Linked DNA regions of Gossypium arboreum: region 2 is linked to region 1. The links are chromatin contacts, called in public Hi-C maps. All regions are on one chromosome and are shown on one strand. Each heading gives the region's core, a stretch centred on a gene start, on an enhancer-like site or on the middle of the called end of the contact. The rest is flanking DNA. Distances are from core to core; before and after follow the strand shown. Region 1 holds the start of LOC108463052. Region 2 holds the start of LOC108464426 (protein HLB1-like).

Region 1 (3,157 bases), core at 186-2,685:
TTTTTTTTAATTACTTTTTCCGCTTTAAAGTGAAATGAAAACTTTTTTTTCTCTAGAGAATGTTTTAGGCTCCAATGTATTTTACTAATTACGGTCACATAATAGGTTTTAGTATAACAATTGAATTTTAATATCACATTAGATTTTCGTTACATTGTTAAATTAATTATTCAATAATCACGTAATAAATTAACAACATTACTGATGATATAATATTTTTAAAGTTTAATTATCAAAATATAAACTTAAATAATCAATTAACCCTCATTAAAATCATCATATGTCAACACCTCTAATTTTAGAAAAGTAAAATTTTCGAGTTCATATATTTTATGGTAAATTATAAATTCAATTATTAACACCTTTTAGTAACTATATAAGAAATATAATTGACCTGAGAATACACTTGCATTTTAAATTCGGAATAAGAATAGAGAAAAAGTAAAATTGAACCCGAGAGAAGAAATTAATCATTCTAAATTCCAAAATTTAGACTATGGAACGGCAAAAGTTTGGCAGAGAGCCTGTTTTGTGCGTCTGTGGTTTACAATTTACAGTGTCATAGTATTCTAATCCGTCTCAAACTTTTGGCGGAGGCTCTGGAGAACAAGTAACCAACACCCAAGCACATCACCCAAATGCCCACATCAAAGGCCCAGCTCACTCCCTCCCCCGCCGTACACATATCTTGTATCCCTTCACAATCTCCGTCGCACCTTCCTTCTATATCGTCACCGTCTGATTCCACACAACTGCAACTACATTCATCGCTCACTTCACTCTCCCCTGGAATATCCTCCAGCTGATCAAAACCCACCCTCCTATTCTTCCTCGCAATCATCCTCACCCTCTCTCCCATCGCCTTGTCTCCCTCCACTGCCACGCAAACATCCGCCACCGCGCGCTCAGCGCCGACCGTTTTCCCATCCCTTGTCTCCAGCGCGCACTTGCACTCCATCTTCCACTTTTGCTCCTCTCTTCTAAAAATCCCTTTCAACACCTTGTCCTCTCCTGAGTAAACATCGAAGCAGACTCCATCACCGGCCTGAACTAGCTCCCTGCTGCCGTATATTGCCTCTCCGCTCCTCGTCTTGACATTAACCATCCGATGGAGAACTAAGAAGGAGGAGGAATCAGAGCGGATAGCAGTCCCTGAAACGTGAAGCGCCGATTCGTTGATCCTTGGTGGGTAGAGTAGAGTGAGAGAATTTGAAAAGGAATCGAAACCCGAGATTCGGATGAAGAAAGCTTTGATCTTTAAAAGGTTTTGATCGGCGCACCGGAAGTCGTAATAATCCGTAGACCTACACATTGTTATTCTTTTTTTCCTTTGGGGGATGGGAAATAATTTTAGAGAATTGATTGATTGATTTATATGAGTAAAAAAGAAGAAGAGTGGAAGTGGGGTGGAGGCGGCTGAGTGGGCGACGTCGGTTTTGAAGGATGAAACTAACGATGGGAACACGGTTTTTGATGCTGACGTGCAGAAAATGACAAAACCACACTTATGTTGTGTTCTGTCGAATATTTTCGGCTTTTTTTTTTAAAAAATGACCAAAAGCTTTTAGTTATTTACGAAAATACCCATTTTAAAAAATATATAAAATAAATAATTTGTTTTGAACGGTAAACGTTGGTGACGTCATTGTCATTGGTGCCATCTCCTCCAATTTTAAAAAAATAATTTTTTTGGGTGTCATTGTCATTGACAACATCGGATTGAAGTATAATTATATAAAACATTTAGGGACATGATGAATCAAATACCCTTTTAAATTGGATGAATAAAGGGGTGATGTCATTCCTCAACAGGACTAATTAAATATTTTTAAACTTTTAGTCTGTTTGTATGTTAGGTCTGACTCTTTTTTAAATTAAATTTAAATAGTCCTTAAAAATATAAAAATAACAAAAGTAAACTCTTTTTGTTATGAATATCTTATTAAGTGGATGCTCATCATGATTGAGATACAATTTTGATGGACTTTAAATTCTAATAGTTATTAAAATTAGATTTCTACTTCTTTTATATTTCTTATACTTATAAATAGAGACTCTAATAAAGTATTGTAAATTGTCCCTTTTGATCAATAAAGTACATTATCTATTATTTTCATTTTTTTTTCTTTATTCTCTCCATCTCTCTTTATTTTATAACACGTTATCAGCACGATAATTCACTATTTTTCTTTTCAAAATCTTTAGAATTCATCCCACAGATAAAATTCTTTTTCACTTTAAACTTTAATCCTTACAACTTCATCTTCGGGATGTTGAAAGATTCAATCTCAGAATGAAATATGATTCTTATTCCCGATCTTTGATTTATTATACAAGCATGGGTAAAGTATAGATTTGGTAAGAAACTTTTATATTTCAACCATATTTCGTTTTTCAATTAAGGTATGACTACATTAATTTTTATTGACATAAATTTTACATTCGATGGTATTTGATTTTTGCTTTTCTAGGTTAATTTTTTTATGTAATGTACATAATTGTTGATTAAATATGTTTGCTATTAATATGATATGTTTTCTCTATTATTTTACGGTAAATCATTCTTTTGAAGTTTTTAAATTAAGTTATATTATGCATAATATTTAGATGTTTTGATTATTAAATTCTTATTATTAAATATTCTTGAAATTTTATTAAAATTATGGTGGAAAGTGTTATTAACCTACCATTGTTGATTAAAGGAAATTTGATAGGATCTATTTATTCTTTATTAACTTGCTAATGTTGAATGATTGTATGATTTTAAATTGAACTTATAAATATTTTATTAGAGCAATATAATATTTTATAACATATATGTGGTATTGAAATTGATACGATATGTATCGGATAATTTTCAAGCATCGTACTTAAAAATTATGATTATTTATTAAATGATTTTTACTATTACATTATAAAATGTTATTACGAAAACAAAGTTGTTTTACTACTTGTAATAGTGTTCCTGATAATAGCCAAGGTGATGACGATGATGTTAAAAATCTTCAGGTATGTTTTACTATGTTTTATTTATTATATCATGTTTATTATAATTGGAGACTAATCATGACAACATGAATAGATAAATTTTGATTTGAAGTCTCACGCATGTTTGCGATGGTGATTATGAAATAAAGAATCTATTGGGATGTTTATA
Region 2 (3,157 bases), core at 221-2,720, 530 kb after region 1:
ACTATTGAATAGCAGACTCTAAAGCGGCAACATATCAAGCTCAATATGGAAGTAAAGTGTGAAAAGTGTATAAAAATAAGATGACAGTACCTCCTGGCAGCATATATAAGAATCCGTTGACGAGACCTGCCTTCCTCATCAGTACCAGTGACACTATTGATCAACTCCATTGCAGCATTATTTTGGTAGGACTGACATTGCGTGTTTTCTTGACTGAAGCATATATAAATCATGTAGTAGACAATGGTATCATTCACAAGCAGAAGAAACAAGGATCACATCATATTTACTCCAACAAGACTAGGAAACCTTTACTGCATGAATGGCGGCATATGAAAATGAACATAAACTGAATTCTATAAAGTGCAAAATCCCAAAACCAAGGATTCCTTCATCGAAGTTGGAAAAGATTAAGATTACAATTGATGCCGAACTTGAAATTCAGAACTAATTTAATGACTCAAAAGCAGGAAAAAAAATCTAATTGCATCTGAAGTTCAAAGATAACGAGCTTCTAACATAACAATCATGTTCAAGAGTAATGGAAGACCTTTGATGGGAGAACAGTTGCTCATCCATGCAATTAATGAAAATGAACTCGTAGACTAAAAGGAAGAGTACGCCTTAATTGCATCTAGTAGTTTGCCAATAGATAATCAAGAATCAAAATTCTGTAACTTCTCTGTTCGGGATATAAAAGAGAAACAGCATAATTTTAGGTTCAGTTGAAACTCGAAGAATTCTCCACATTTAATTGAGGAGAATAATCAACGGGGACCTTCAAAGATCGAAAGATTTGTACGTTGAAATCTCGTTAAATCCAATTACAAATTAAAGAGTGTAATTTTTTGATCAACTGAAACTCGAAAAGAGAAGGAAAAAAGAAAGTACCTGTAAGGAGAACCTGCATCATCTTCGTCGCTTTTCAATTCACTTAGCAATTCTCTCATCGTGAAAGTCCGGTTCTCGTCATCTTTACGCCGCCCTGGAGGAGCAACTTGGTCGGTTGAAGCTTGTTTGGTCGTCTCATTCGATTGGATCGAGCTCTCATTGTTCGGCTCCGGCTTCGGAACGACATCAGTTACCACAGGTTCCGGTTTCAGTTCCTCTTCCGGTTGTTGTTCAGGTTGAGATTCTACTTTCAATTCCGATTCCGGTTCGGGCTCGGGCCGGGGTTGTGGCTGGAAACCATTTTGAAGTTCGGATCCCTCAATCGTTTCGGACATAGCGTTGAACGAGAGATTTGCGTGCAACGCCAAAGCGGAATCCAAGAAGATCTGAAAGAGAGAACTAGAAAATATAGCGTGTTGAAGCCAAGATCCAATGCAAAAAAGGATGTTACTTCAGCAGGGCCGTAATAAGTCGCAGTAAAAGTAAAACATAGGTAAGCTACTATGTAAGAGTACAACTGTTATCTTCAAATGCCAAGATTCCTCCCTCATTACTAAATTTTAATGTATTGAAACCTAAGTTCGCAGGGTGGTGTTGACCATTTTCCGAAAAAATCATTATTAAAAAACCTAAATTTTGAACACGATATTAAGCTTTAAAAAATAATTAAGTTGGTTTAAAAAAATGGTTCTGGCATAGCTTTTATATTCAAAACCAAAATACAACATTTCTTATGTAATTTATATGACATCAAATGAAATATACTTATAATTTAAATATTAATTCTTTTAGAAATTTAATTAAAAATATATAATGGTTATAATTATATAATCGTTAAATATTAAATAAAACAATTATTTTTAAAAAATAATATATATATATATATATATGAAAGTGCTAACGAACTTAAATGAATTATTTATAAATATGGGTAAATTTAGTTGAAATTTGAAATTTATATTTTTTCTAAGTTAAAATTGGAAATTTATTATGGTATTAATATTATGGACCTAATTTAATCTCAACTCAATCCATAAATTCATTTATGGAAGTAATATTATTTATATAAGATTTTTACTTAAGGTGCATTTCTTTCATGAAAAATTATTTATGAAAAATAGTTTTCACATTTTGTGTTTGGTTAATGACAAATAACTTGATGAATGAAGTTACTCAGTCAATTACAATAAACCCCTTTTATGCAAGTTTTCTTCTTTTAAGAATTTTTGAAAAAACCTCAATTATGAGTAAAAAGTTTTTAGATAATAATTTACTTGAACTGAGCTAAATATTAATATATTATAATAAAATTTTAGTTTTAACTTTTAGAAATGTTAAAATATTGATTTTAAATTATACTTTTCAATATTATTAAATATATATTTATATTTACATTTAATAGTACATAACAAATTATTAATATAGTTAATACAATTTATTATTTTAATTAAATTATTTAATATTATAATTTTATTTTTACAATAAATTCTACTACTAATAATAAATTTAAATTTAGAAAGTATTCTTAATATTCTATTAAAAATATTTTATATTAATATTTTAATAATAAGTATATGAAATATGATTTATAAATATTTAGCAATGTTTTACAATATAAATATTAATAATATAAATATGAGTATTTTTAAAAACTTTACTTACTTTCATTTATTCCTTCCAATTTCAATGAACTATTATCCTTATCATACATATAATTTTAAGTTTAAGTTTTAATTAATCATTGATTATTATTAAGTCTATATAAGATAATGCAATTATTATAAGATAAATTTTGATTGTCAAAGGAAATACTTCAATTCTTTTAACAAATATAATTTATGATATGAATGTTTCACTATAAACGATTTTCAAGAAATGATTTCATGGTGATTATTTTTTCATTTCAGCATAAATCTTATTAGGAAGATTATCACACACTAGTGTATGAACATTGAGTAAAGAATTAGCACGAAATATATAGAACTAAAAGTAGCTTTTACTATAAGTGTGATAGGTTAGTTGTAATATTTATAAGTGTTTCAATAGAACACTCAGAGTATTCCAAGGATCAAACCCAAATAATTGTCAAATTGGTAAATGTGTTTATCAAGTTAATCAAGAACTAAGCAATTACTAATCTAATTTGGTTGAAAATTATTAATGCAAACCAAATAGGAAAATATATAGATACCAAATCTAAATTATCAATTAAACTATTTAACCTAAACTTTCTTCCTAATTTCTTAGAATATGCAAATGGTGAAAA

The links. A called contact is a pair of places that touch in the nucleus more often than the background predicts.
Region 2: a Hi-C map of leaf shows a contact between it and region 1, with 4 times the contacts expected there. The contact joins the promoter of LOC108464426 here to the promoter of LOC108463052 in region 1. A contact is called at or near these places in 2 of 5 Hi-C or Micro-C datasets (both in leaf).

Annotation. Positions count from the first base shown.
Region 1 is chr8:48,605,179-48,608,335 of ASM2569848v2, forward strand. It overlaps LOC108463052, which reads right to left and starts at 1,436. Exons shown (of 1, transcript XM_017762989.2): 1 at 364-1,436. The coding sequence starts at 1,312. The coding sequence ends at 560.
Region 2 is chr8:49,131,069-49,134,225 of ASM2569848v2, forward strand. LOC108464426 (protein HLB1-like) reads right to left here and starts at 1,471. Exons shown (of 14, transcript XM_017764724.2): 1 at 892-1,471; 2 at 91-213. The coding sequence starts at 1,226.